Linked DNA regions of Ovis aries: all the other regions are linked to region 1. The links are chromatin contacts, called in public Hi-C maps. All regions are on one chromosome and are shown on one strand. The core of a region is the stretch at or near the end of the contact, and the rest is flanking DNA. Distances in the headings are between cores, read along the strand shown. Region 1 holds the start of MYBL1 (MYB proto-oncogene like 1). Region 2 overlaps ADHFE1 (alcohol dehydrogenase iron containing 1). Region 3 holds the start of ADHFE1 (alcohol dehydrogenase iron containing 1).

Region 1 (4,412 bases), core at 1,525-4,024:
ACTACTATTAGCATTGAAGCCCATCTTTTTTGCTTGTATTGAATTATATTTCTAAAGCTAAGTTTTTGTCAAAGGCTGTGCACACATTTATGGGTTTTGCTCTGTATTGCTTTCCAAAAGGATTATACCAGTTTTAATACATCAAAGAATTATTCAAACTTTGTTGGCAGGATTTAGAAAAATTTTGCTATCTTAGTAGTCATAAAATGGTATTTCAAATCTGGTTTAATTTGTACATTTTGCATTCTGGTAAGCATATTTACTTATGTACTTATTTATATTTTTCCATTCATTTTGCAGTTATATTGCGCATCTGACTGCATCACTATTCTAAGGGCTGGACAATCTAACAATAGTTAGACAAAAATCTAATCATGGAAATGGTTGATACAGCTCTACTGAAACTACAGTGTATTAGGTACTATATTAAACCAGCATAAGCTTTTCACACTAACACTGGCAAATCTTTGGGGGTACTTGGCCCCTCTAGGATAAGAAGCTGGTACAGTCATGTGAAAGATAAGCATGGTGTACCTTCTGCTCATTTATTTACTATTAGTAATAATGAGGTGATTTATTTAAAGATTTGGAGTGAGAAAGTAAATCACTCATTTTTACTTTCACAATTTAAACTCATTTTTATAGTTACAAATGAGTTTTTAAAACTAAGACAGTTTTCAAGGAAATTTCCAGCACTTGTCCCCAGCCTTTGCCCCCCTTGGTATTTTCCCCTGTATTTCTGTGGAAAGACTTGGGAAGCATTTACAGACTATTCAAAACGAACTCCTGGGATGCTGAGGAGTACATGTGTGACAGTGTTCCTTGTGTTTTCAGCTTTTGGTGATTACAAATAAAGCCACTGTAAACATCCGTTTTCCAAAGTGGCTGTTTCATTTGTGTTCCTATCAGCAATGTATGAAAGTTAATATTTGCTCAGCCTCTTCATTTCCACCAACACTAGTACAGTATTCCCCCTCCTATTCTAAAAGCTTTTCAGTGGTACCTCCTGAGCTTTTATTTTGCATTTCTCTAATGATTAATGATGTGGAGCACCTCTCCATGCTACTTATTTGCCATTTGTATATCTTTTTTGGTGAAGCGTCTGCCCTAACTTCCCATTTTTTATTGCTTTTCTCATTATTGAGTTTTGAGAAGTAAAATTTATTTATTAAAGATATGTTTTGATTAAAAAAAAAACCCAAGTCACAGGTTATGGTATCTTTGAGTATGTGTACTCAAACAACTGTGAATCACTTGAAGCCCACATTTTGTTTTTTTGTAACTAATTTAAATGAATCTGCAATGTTATCTTTCTGAGGAATTATATTTTTCTCTATCTCTAACATGAAAAGAATTCGCTTTGCTGTCAAAATCTAAAATAACTCTCTTCAAGCTCTAAAATAGTATTCTGTATAAAACCGACTACAGCCTAAAATATAGCAGAAACTCTGCTTCTTGTTAGGATGTAAATAAGCGGAGTAATGCATGGCCCAGGAGTAAAGAAAACATTGTTTTCAAAAGACATTACTTTCTAAATTAGGTTTTCTTTTTTAAGTGAACTAGCGACATAGTAAGGAATGATTTGAAAGACTGTTTTACCTTACCAGAATCCATACCTTGAGAAAAAGGAACTATAAAAAGGCAGGTGTTTTAAGTTTTGAAAGTAGTGCATGCAAGCTCTTCTTGGTACACATTTGCACCTGCATCTCTGATTTGCAAAAACTGATGTGTAAATTTTCAAAATAGCAAAATATAAGTCTGTTACAATATTAACATGTGGTTTCGTGCTCTATGCAGTAGAGCATGTTACCTTGCAAATTTGCATCCTTTACCATTTCTAATCGTTACTGTAATCTACTTTCATGCTGCTTGAACTGAGCATTTCGTAGGTATTAGACTTGAAACCTCTAGAGTAGTTGTAACTGCTAGAAGGTCCTGCAGGGCGGTTCCCCACTTCCTCTCGTCTCTCTTGCGAGAGAAGGTCACCTTCTGCCGTTGACTACTCATTTATCTGGGCGAAATTCCCAGTCCGCTCCTGTCTTCCTGCATTCTCCTTCTGGACCAGGGCTCCTTCATCGAGCACAGCAGTTATTTCCCGAAGAGTCGGATAGGAGATTAAAGTACTTTGAAGGCCAGCCGCAGACCCGGATTATTTCCCTTTCCCGTTCCATGTGTCCAACTAAAAACTTTTTCACCTGTCACACTCCTGCTCCTTCCCGCTACAGTCTTCGCTAGATTAGTAGTTATGATGTCTGGCCAAAAAAAAACCTCGCATTTTTGCTTAAACAGTAACGGCCGCGCAAATTTTATGGTTAGGTTTGTCTCAAATCCAAAGACTAAGCCTCCTAACTAGTGAGGAGGGATGCCTCTGAGAACTGAGGAGCTTTGGACGAGAGAAGGTTGCGGTGAACCGGACTGCTCAACCCCTAGAGACACCGTCCACGCTCCCGGAGAAGCTTGGACTCTCGCCGCCGCTTCCGGACACGCCTCTCGGAGAGCCTGGAACTCACTTTCCCAGCAGGCCCCGCGCGGCCCTTAGCGCCCCGCCCCCTCGGGTGCGGCGCTCGGCGCGCTCCGGGTCCTGTCACAGCAAGACCTTTGAGCCGGGCCTACGGCCACACCCACTGGCTCCCAGCTCCTTCCCGGACTCCCGCGAGTTCCAGTCCCGGCTTCCAGCTCCCCAGCCCCGCCCTAAGTCGCGCGCGCTCTCCCCGCCCCGCCCTCGTCCCCCCGCGTGCGGCCGCCACAGCCAATGAGGTTCGGGGCCGCGTGCGCAGATTCAAACGGCGGCTCTTGAGGGAGGCTGGGCGCGAGATTCGGCGGTGCGGACAAAACCCTGCAGGAGGCTACGAGCCCTGCAGAGCTGCCCGCTGCGGGGAGAGGGCGGGGGTCGGCGCCCGCGGCAGAGCCGCGCTGGGACCAAGGCGAGGAGGCTAAGAGGCGGCGGGAGGGGCCGAGAGAGGGCGGGAGCGCGCCTGCTGACATGTTGGGGGCATCCCTGAACGGGCCGGGCCGGGGCTAAGAAGCAGCGCTGCGGGCCGGGGGCGGGTCGCGGTCCGCCCCTCCGTCCCTCCGTCCTGCCCTGCCGGGGACCTGCGTTCCGCACTCGGTCGGCCTCGGAGCGGGAGCGAGGGAAGCGGCGGGGGAGGGTCGGAGAGAAGGAGCATTCGCCCGAGGCTGGAGGAGGCTGACCCGCGTCCCCGCCCAGCCCGCGCCTATGCGGTACTTGAAGGATGGCGAAGAGGTCGCGCAGGTGGGTGACATCCCTTTCGCCCAGGCCTGTGGGCACAGCCTCGGCTCAGATTCCCTTTCCTTTCCCGCTGAGATCCCCCCCGCGCCTACCTGGGCCCTCCGAGGCCAGGGCAGAAGTTTTCCTTCCCGCTGCGCTACAGCCGTCTCGGCCCGCTGGCCAGAGCGCAGCCGTGACGTGTGGAGAGTTGGGGACCAGGGCATTTCGGACTCAGAAAGTGAGTAACAGATGCCCAGGCGGCTCCTTGGAGTCGAGTCTCCCCACAGCATTTGTCCAGCTCCCCACTGTCCCACAGCCACTTCTTGGGATTTGTTGGCAGGTAAGTTGGTGCGCTTTCAGGGAATACGCTCCGCACCGGAAGGTGGTGGTGTCCTGCTGGGACGGCCTGAAAATGCTGTTCCTAGGGCCTCTTTCTCTCTGAATTCCTGAGCCAGTTACAAACAGGGGCTCTGTCATACACCTGGGTTGGGGACCCCTCTGCTATCTTGAAAGGTGTGGAAGTCCTCTGAGGAATAGCTGAGGAGAGAGTACTTTTTTGATGTCTACTGTGATTACCATTCCCATAGTCGCAGTTTCCTTCTACTGGGAAGATGTCACACTGTTAACACCAGTAACTTGATCTTAAAACAATGTATTTGATTCAGTTAATATTTTGTGTGTCCGTTGGACTCTGTACCTGAGGGTTGCATAGAGGTAGGGCATTTCTTTGGTGGTGGTGGTTTTGGAAAACTTGCTAGGATGAATTTATGCATTTCGGTTTTATTTAAAGGTCACTCTAGTAGCTACTCCTAAACTGAGTGTGTAGGAATCACTCATATGACAAAAAACACTAGGGTGTCTTTTAGTTGTCAGTATTATTCAATAAATATGAAACGTTGTTTGACAGCGTTTCCAAATGGTTTTATTTATCTGGATCCACAACTTCAAAGTCTCAACTAGAGGTGTTTTTCCCAAGTTGAAATTTAGTAGTAACTTCATTCATTGCTGATGTCTGTTAAAAATTGTCAACAGTCACACCATAGTGTTTGTTGCTCTATTCATTTATTAAGGATCTGCTATCTGTAAGGTATTTTTACAGAAATCAGCATAGAATGTAATTAAGTCCCTATTAGATTATTATTTTGTACCAACTACAGAATAGATCAAACTTTTGAAGTGCAAC
Region 2 (4,391 bases), core at 1,459-3,958, 130 kb after region 1:
CCAAGCCCTGCATGTGCTGCCAAGGAAAATAGAACAGGGTCATCCTTGATTTCAAAGACTTTGCAACTTGGACTTAAGGTATATTAGGAAGGACTTCACCAGGACATTAACTTTCAGGCTGCAGGCAACAAGTAACTTAAAAATATATATATTAGCTAAGATTTTATCTCTACCTCCTCAAACAAATTCCATGATTCCCTTAATTTCTCCAGTGATCATTGAGCCAATTTAGCAAAGACACCAGCACCTTCTACTGCTATGGTCACTCCTGTCAGTGGCTCCTTAACCCCCAGGTTTCCAGGCCTAAATGAAATTAAGAAACATGCCAGTGTTTGCTTGGGTTTTTGTGGGTCTCTGGATCTGTTTTCTGTGATGAGCACTGGTGTGGGGGCACACCTGGTAGAAGGGGGAAGGTCCATGGGGCAGGGCTGTGGCCAGCACCCCACACAGCAAACAGGTGCTCAACAGTTACTGGATGAATAAAGATGGTGGGAGGGGACACTGGCATCTCAAGGTTCACATATATAAGACAGGACCTGACTCCACCTTCCACTTTTCCTTAGGCAAAACCCTAGAGTCATCCCTTAAAAGAAAAAAATTATTTGGCTGCTCCAGGGCTTGGTTGTAGCACGAAGGATATTTAGTTGCAACATGTGGGATCTAGTTCGCTGACCAGGGATCAAACCCAGGTCCCCTGCATTGGGAACATGAAGTCTTAGCCACTGGACCACCAGCGAAGTCCCTAGGAGTCATCTTTGATTGCTCTTTCTGTTCTCTGCAAGTTCAGTCCATCAGCAAGTCTGTCAGATTTACCTGCCAAATAAATCCCCAGTCAGACCGCTTCTCACCTCTCCATCCACCACAGCCTGTCTTACTCACTGCATGCTCCTGTCCCACTTGAAAGTCCTCTAAGAGCTACTTCCACTTTTGCTCCACTCTCAGCCTCTTCAGGCCATTCTCCCCGACGGCAGCCAGAGTGATGGTCCCACATTACAAGTTTGATCACACCATTTCCTTGCTTAACACCCTCCAATGCAACTAGAAGAACAAAACCATATCCCCTGCTTCTCACCCTGGCCCTGCTTCTCACCCCAGCTCTGATTCTTCTCACACTCACTCAGCTCACGTGGACCCACCATCCCTTTTCAGTCCCATGAAAATGCTGTCTTCACCCTATCTCAGGGTCTTTCCCCTCTGCCTGAAATGCTTCTCTCAGCTCTTCACCCATCTGCCTCAGCCTCCAGAGGCCTTCTCTGACCACATCCGCTGGAGTTCCTGCCACACTGTCCCATGTGAAATCACTATCTCATCACCCAGGATTCCTTCAGACTGCTTATCATTATGTGAAGTGATTTCATTCATATCTTATTTATAGATTTGATCAGATGTCCATTGTCTGTCTTCCTCTCTAGAATGTAAGATCCATGAGGGATGGAAGGGACTTTATTTTCTTAGCTGTATCCCATACAATTCATGATATATATTAAGATGCCAGTAAGTATTTGTGAGGTAAAATGAAAAGAAGGACGCATTAAAAAAAATTAACTTTAAATGCATCTAAATATAAAGACCTAAATGTAAGAGCTAAAACCTTAAAACTCTTAGAAGAAAATGGGAAAATGTTAATGACTGGGTTTGGCAGTGACTTCTTGGATATGACATCAGCAAACAAGCAACAAAAGAAAAAAGAGATAAACTGGACTACATCAAAATTTAAAACTTTTATGCCTCAAGGGATACTGTATCAAGAGTGAAAAGACAACTTTACAGAATGGGAGAAAATATTTTCAAATCATATATATATCTGATAAGGGGTTAGTATCCAAAATAGATACATAATTGCTACAACTAAATAGCTAAAAACTCCAAACAACTCAACTCAAAAATAGACAAAGGAGTTGAATAGATGTTTCTTCAAAGAAGATATGTGGCTAACAAGCACATGAAATGATGCTCAATGTCATTAGGAAAATACAAGTGAAAACTGTGAGTTACCATTCATACCTATTGGGATGGCTATCCAAAGAATGGAAAATAATGGTGAAACTGCAGAGAAACTGGATCCCTCATGCATTGTTGGTGAGAATGTAAATGATACAGCCACTATGGCAGCTGGTCAGTTAAACACAGTATTACCCTGTGATCCAACACGCCTATTCCTTGGATATATACCCACGTGAACTGAGAGCGAGGACTAAAACAGATACTTGTACACTGATGTTCATAGTTGCACTATTCACAGTAGCAGACCAGTGGGAACAACCCAAGTGCCCAGCTGCAGTTGAACAGATAAACAAAATGCGGCCTGTCCACATGACGAAATGTTATTCAGCCATAAGAAGGAATGGCATTCTGACACACTGAAGGCATTATGCTAAGTGAAGACATTATGCAGACACAAAAGGACAAATACTGTATGATTGCACTTACATGAAGTACCTAGGATAGGCAAATTCAGAGTGACAGAAAGAATAGAGGCTGCCCCAGGCTGGGACTCTTCCTCTGAGTGTGGGGAGTTACTGTTTACCATTCAGCGATAGAGAAGAGCTGCTATCTGGGGTGATTCAAAAATTCTGGGGGCTTCCCTGGTGGTTAAGAATCTGCCTTGCAGTGCAGCGGACACCGGTGTGATCCCTGATCTGGGGCATGCCCACGAGCGTGCAGTGACTGAGTTATGTGCTACAGCCGCTGAAGCCAGTGCACCCTAGAGCTGGAGCTCCACAGCGAGAGGAGCCACTGAAATGAGAAGCCCGAGCACCGCAGTCAGAGAGTGACCCCTGCTTGCTGCAACCAGAGAAAACCTGCATGCAGCAAGGACAATCCAACACAGCCAAAAAAGAAGTTCTGAAAATGAAAAAATCAAAGTCCTGGAAATGGATAGTGCTACTGGTTGCATACCACTTATGTGTACTTAATGGCATTGAGTTGTACACTTAAAAATGATTAAAATAGTAAATTTTATGTCAGGTATGTTTTACCACAATTGAAAAAACAGGAATGGATGGACAGATAGAAGAAGGCTCAGGGACACTGCTGAAGAGCACGGGTGAAGCCAAGGTAAAACTCTTATCCCAACACATCTTGTACAGATGCTAAAGAATTCTGAAAATCCACAGCATGGCAGAGACTTGTTCACGGTGACTTATGTACACGCTTGTTTGTGGCGGGTCCAGGACTGCAGTTGGGTATTTGCTGTGGCTGGAGACGGCCACATTCTGTTCATAACAGCAGAGGCTTATCTGATGAGCTCAAGGGCCCTTGTGCACGCGTGCTCAGTCGCTCAGCCGTGTCCAGCTCTTTGCAACCGTAGGGACTGTAGCCTGCCAGGCTCCTCCATCCATGGGATTCTCCAGGCAAGAACACTGGAGTGGGTTGCTATGCCCTCCTCCAGGGAATCTTCTTGACCCAGGGACAAACCTGAATCTCCTGCATTTCAGGCTGAGCCACAGGGGAAGATTCAAGGGCTCTTAAAACAACCCTGTTCATCTTGGGTGACGTAGTTCAGGACTCTCAGCTCAGGCCAAGCTGAGCTCAGTTTCTTTTTCACATTTCTGACTCCCAACAATTGGTTCCAGGCTTCCCTGGTGGCTCAGTGGTAAAGAACCTGCCTGCCAATGCAGGAGACCTAAGAGACACAGGTTCGATCCCTGGGTTGGGAAGAACCTCTGCAGAAGGAAATGGCAGCCCACTCCACTGTTCTTGCCTGAGAAATCCCATGGAAAGAGAAGCCTGGCAGGCTACAGTCCAAGGGGTCACAAAGCAAACATGACTTCATTGCTAAACAACAACAACAACAACAACAACAACAACAAACAACGGGTTCCACGAGGGTAAGGTCTGTGATATTTCCTTAAAGTGAAGTCGCTCAGTTGTGCCCGACTCTTTGCGACCCCATGAATAGTAGCCTGCACCAAGCTCCTCTGTCCATGATATTTTCAAGGCAAGAGTACTGGAGTGGGTTGCCATTTCCTTCTCCAGGGAATCTTCCCAACCCAGGGATCGAACCCAGGTGTCTCACATTGTAGACAGACGCTTTACCGTCTGAGCTACCAGGGAAGTCAAATTTCCTTAAAGTCTGTGATATTTCCTTGCACGGATCACCCGTACCCTGTAAAAGCTAATATCTGAGGAATCAGACATGCTCTGCACCATGCTATTATTTATAGACACACAAGACTGAAGGACAAGTGAGTAACGCAGACACCGAAATAAATTCAGACTACCACTTTTAGCTCATTCATAAAGCAACATTTCAATGGTCCTGTCTGCCAGGGAGTGGAAGTGCTCATTTTGGTCCACAGCTCTTCTCAGTAATGAGATGTTTTGATTTGAGATGTAAATGTTTCTTTCCAGAGGTTTCAGAAATCTAGCCTGGAAGATTCATGTATTTT
Region 3 (4,391 bases), core at 1,281-3,780, 160 kb after region 1:
TGAGATGAGTGCTCCTGGGCTACAATAAAGTTTAAGAGGAGGTCTCACTTCTTACTAGGTTAGGAGCTTTGGCCAAATTGACCTAGTGTTAACGAGTCGCACCTCAGACCCTACCTCTCTCCTCCCGAACTTTCCTTGCATTTTCCCATTGTCTTCAGGGTGTTCAGACAGTCTCTGGGCTGCTTCCTCTGGAAGCCCTCAGTGGCCGGCAGGCCCCCCCTGGTCACCACGTGGCGCCTCCGGCCTTTCTCGGCTCCAGGATTTCGTCCCCTCCCCGGACCCTCCTCCGTGTCCCCCTAAGCCGAGATCACACCTGTCACCTTCTTCTCCTCAATCCCTCACCTCAGTCCGCTCCTCTACAGATATCCCATGTGCTCTTTCTAGAGGTTCCCTCCCTTGACTTCCACATCCTGGTCGCCTCCTAGCCCTTGGTCAGTCCCTTCTCTGGCTTCCTGTTCTGTTGACCGCCATCCGATTGAGCTTCGCAAAAGGGTTTGTGTTTCTATTGCCCATGGGACCCTGTCCTGGTGGGTCCCGCAGGTAAGCGGGTGCATACCCCGCTCCGCCCTCCGCCGAGTGCAGACTTGGACTGAAAACATCTGAGAGGGGAGAGGGCAGAAGGGAAAGGGGAAGGAAGGAAAAGCGTTAAACTCAATGATGGTCAAGATCTCAAAAACTGAATTAAGTGAACAAGGAGGTGGTCGGGTGTGAGTCGCCAGAATGAGTAGAGGTTGCCATCTGGTGGGCGCGGCGGAAAGCGCCACGTGTAAGGGTTTCTCCTGGAGCATCCCGGAGGGCCTGAGCCATCTGCAGGCTCCCTCGGAGAAAACCGAATAATGCAGGGTCCCAGGGTTGTCCTTCACTTGGCATTACCTTCTAGGTCCTTCGCTGCTTTATGCCCCTCCAGGACAAGAAGAGGGGCTCAAAGGGAAGGAAAATTCGACATTGTGGGAGGATACTCTGCTTCTCTTTTTGTTATATAATTTCCAAGCTCTCAGGCTACCTCAATTCATCATTTCTGCTCATCAATTGTGGTCTGAATCCCACCCCCTATTGCCTTCTTTGGACCTCCATCTGTCCCATATGTCCCAGCCTTCCCCTTATTTGATCCTTGTCATCATAGTTAAGAGTTTCATGCTTAAAATTCTCACCCTCCTCTCCCCTCTGGCTTGCTCACCCTCTGGTTTCTCTCTTCCTCACCCACATCCTGCTGACTTCATTTCCTTGGCCTCCTGAACTCTGCAAAGTTACAGCCAGGCTCTCATCTACACACCTTCTGGGTCTGGCACAATTATTTTGACTTCCTTCCTGGTATCACTGATAAAACTGGCCGTATCTTAGCAAAGGCCAACCTCTCCCCTGCATACTAAATCTCAGCTCTGCTCAGCTTCTCAAAACATCACAACGAACAATTCTTCCTTTGCTCTCCTGCATCATCAACCCCCTCCCCCCCATCCCACCACCCCCTCCCCCCACCGCAACCCAGTCTGGGATTGACATATACACACTGCTGTATTTAAAAAGGATAACCAACAAGGATCTAACGTATAACTAGTACATAGAACTCTGCTCAATGTTATGTGGCAACCTGGATGGAAGGGGAGTTTGGGGGAGAATGTATACATGTATATGTGTGGCTGAGTCCCTTTGCGGGTCACCTCGGTCTTCACATCCTTCCCTCTCTCCTGCATCCTGTCCTCTGCGTTCTGCACAGACCCCTTTCATCCCTGTGCACGTGCTCAGTGGCTAAGTCATGTCCGACTCTTCGTGACTCCATGGACTGGTCCCTGGGATTTTCCCAAGCAAAAATACTGCAGCAGGTTGCCACTTCCTTCTTCAGGGGATCTTCCCCACCCAGGGATCAAACCCACCGCTCTTGTGTCAGCATTGGCAGAGATTTCTTTACCACTGTGCCACCTGGGAAGCCCCAACATAAGGACATTGCATTGGCCAGGAATCAGAACCCAGGCCTCCCACGTGGAAGGCAAGAATGCTACCACTGAACCAATGCCTAACTTTACTGCTATCCCCTCATGCAATTCTCTGCTAACTTTAAACTGATCTAAAGCCTCTTGTCCTTGTACCCCCAGCACCTAGAATAGTTTCTGGTGCATTACCATACACCCAGTATGTGCTGATTGGATACATGCATTTGTCTTGGACAGCTTGTGCCAAGCTGTCCGCTGTCTGCCTCGACTGGGACCTGGAGCTCTCCTCTCTCGACCTTAGTTTCAATGGTAGATCAGGCGAAGTACAAGTGGCTGCGTTTGGCTGCTTGGCTACTTGGCACACTGACAGCGGAGTCCAGGCCGCAGCGCTCTGCGGTACCGCGTCCCGGAAAATGATCCGAGGAAGAACGCGCGGGCCCGGGCGGGTCGTTCCCCGGGGGCTCCGCCGCACCCTAGGGTCCCCTGCCTGCCCGCCCGTCCGGCCGGCCCCGCACTCACGCTGCGCGTTGCAGAAGCCTCAGCAAGTGCACTACCCGGGCGCGAGCGGCGGCCATGGCTGAGCCGAGTCTTCCTCCCGCGGCGACGCCCCCTCCGCCGCCGGCCAATCCCGGCCTCCGCTTCTCCTCCGCCCACCCCAGCCACAGCGCTCAGCGGCGGAACATTTTCCCACTAGTTGAAGCTACGGCTGCCCCAGCCGCAAAGTCTCATTGTCCACGTTCGAAATTGCCATACAGGTAACTGCTCCGTAGGGTTTTGGTCTGCTCTCCTGTCTATTTCACAAGGCAAGGACGTGGGGGAGGGAGAAACAAGGGCAGCGACCCCCGCTCCTTTAAAATGCTCTTTTGCCTTAAGTGTATTTTCAGAATAAACTAACACAACTGTATTTCAATTTAACGGTAAATAAGAACTTTGCATCCCCCCTTTTTTAACAAGACTAGTTTTGTGTGCAACTGCTAGATCAAGTCACAAAACAAAAGGCAGAAAAATTCCCAAACAAAGCAAACAACAGAAAATCCCAGACAGTTGAGAAGAATTTAAAAGGTGTTAAATGCTCTATAAACGGTTTGGTTTGGAAGAAGCTGTTCAGGATACCATTACGTTTTCTTTTTTTAATTAACGGTTAAAACTTGCCATGGTTACATGAGAAGGGAGGGTTTACAGCACCAAGTGCTCCAGGCCCCAGTGGAAACGATGATCAGTGATGGCACAGTTCAACTTTGTCAGAAGGTATGAGACAGTAAGTTGAACATCTGTGTTTTTAGTAACCTATTATGAAATCGGAATTAATCTCGTCTTCATAGCAATTTCTAGACTATAAAAATTGGACAATGGAAAAATGAGACAAACTCTCGATTTCCTATCAGGTGTCCGACCAAAAAGCAAGAGTAGAGTGGCTCCCCAGAGCTATAACAACAGCAGAAAAGCCCGCCATTCTAGATCTGTATACTGTGAATCCTTTTCAGGAGGTATTTAGTTTTACAAAGATTAGTTACTGAAATCCGTTAGGGAAAGACATCCAGGATAACTGTAAATGTTTCACCTGCTAATTAGATCAGCTCAAGGCAATGGCACCCTACTCCAGTACTCTTGCCTGGAAAATCCCATGGAGGCAGGAGCCTGGTGGGCTGCAGTCCATGGGGTTGCTAAGAGTTAGACATGACTGAGTGACTTCACTTTCACTTTCATGCCTTGGAGAAGGAAATGACAACCCACTCCAGTGTTCTTGCCTGGAGAATCCCAGGGACTGGGAAGCCTAGTGGGCTGCCGTCTATGGGGTCGCACAGTGTCGGACAGGACTGAAGTGACTTAGCAGCAGCAGCAGGTCAATTTGACAAATGAATCAAAAGATAGTAGTAATATTGCAAGTAAGGATTTTGTAGGTTTCTTTCTCTCTTCCCCAAACAGATCCCACTTGAAGCTTAAAAAAAAAACACCTGGGATATAAATACTGATAAAGATTTAAGTATAAAATTAGGATTAGGACTTCCCTAGTGGTCCAGTGGCCAGGATTCCACACTCCCGATACAGGGGACCTGGGTTCAATCCCTAGTCTGGGAACTAGATCCCACATACTGCAACTAAGACCCAGCACAGCCAAATAAATAAACATTAAAAAAAAAAAAAAAAAAACTGAGATTGAGGATTATTACCATTATTTAGTGAAGTCCAAATTTATCATTTACAGCAAATTAATGTTTTCAGTGTTGAAAAGCATCAAATTTTGTTTTTGAAAGAGACACACTTTCAGTATTATATCTGACACCGAAAGCAGGATGAGTTTTTCTAATAAAAGTGGTCTTGCTGAAATCATAATGTAACTGCTATGTTTTCTAGAAAGTAAATGAAAATAATCTGTACCAGGTATCCAGGTCATTGGTTTTACTTAAAATGTAACCTTTCTGTTCCCACATGCTTTGATAAATACACAAACTTGTCATCAAA

Evidence for each region. Hi-C and Micro-C count contacts between places; a contact is called where the count stands out from the background.
Region 2: a contact with region 1 is called in a Hi-C map of hypothalamus, with 2.1 times the contacts expected there. The contact joins the enhancer-like site here to the promoter of MYBL1 in region 1. A contact is called at or near these places in 3 of 16 Hi-C or Micro-C datasets (hypothalamus, skin fibroblasts and tail adipose tissue).
Region 3: a Hi-C map of hypothalamus shows a contact between it and region 1, with 3 times the contacts expected there. The contact joins the promoter of ADHFE1 here to the promoter of MYBL1 in region 1. A contact is called at or near these places in 7 of 16 Hi-C or Micro-C datasets (blood, hypothalamus, liver and 3 more).

Annotation. Positions count from the first base shown.
Region 1 is chr9:43,819,029-43,823,440 of ARS-UI_Ramb_v3.0, reverse strand. It overlaps MYBL1 (MYB proto-oncogene like 1), which reads left to right and starts at 2,774. Exons shown (of 15, transcript XM_004011713.5): 1 at 2,774-3,253. The coding sequence starts at 3,234.
Region 2 is chr9:43,687,243-43,691,633 of ARS-UI_Ramb_v3.0, reverse strand. The region is part of intron 13 of ADHFE1 (alcohol dehydrogenase iron containing 1); the gene reads right to left. Among named protein-coding and RNA genes, the nearest start is that of VXN, 26 kb to the left of the region's middle. Within about 2 kb of position 2,708, at least 11 of the 54 cell types and tissues checked have an H3K27ac peak or open chromatin away from gene starts, as enhancers often do. A contact at or near this core is called in hypothalamus, where this site is marked.
Region 3 is chr9:43,657,910-43,662,300 of ARS-UI_Ramb_v3.0, reverse strand. It overlaps ADHFE1 (alcohol dehydrogenase iron containing 1), which reads right to left and starts at 2,530. Exons shown (of 14, transcript XM_027973000.2): 1 at 2,448-2,530. The coding sequence starts at 2,503. RRS1 (ribosome biogenesis regulator 1 homolog) reads right to left here. Exons shown (of 1, transcript XM_015097790.4): 1 at 4,314-4,391.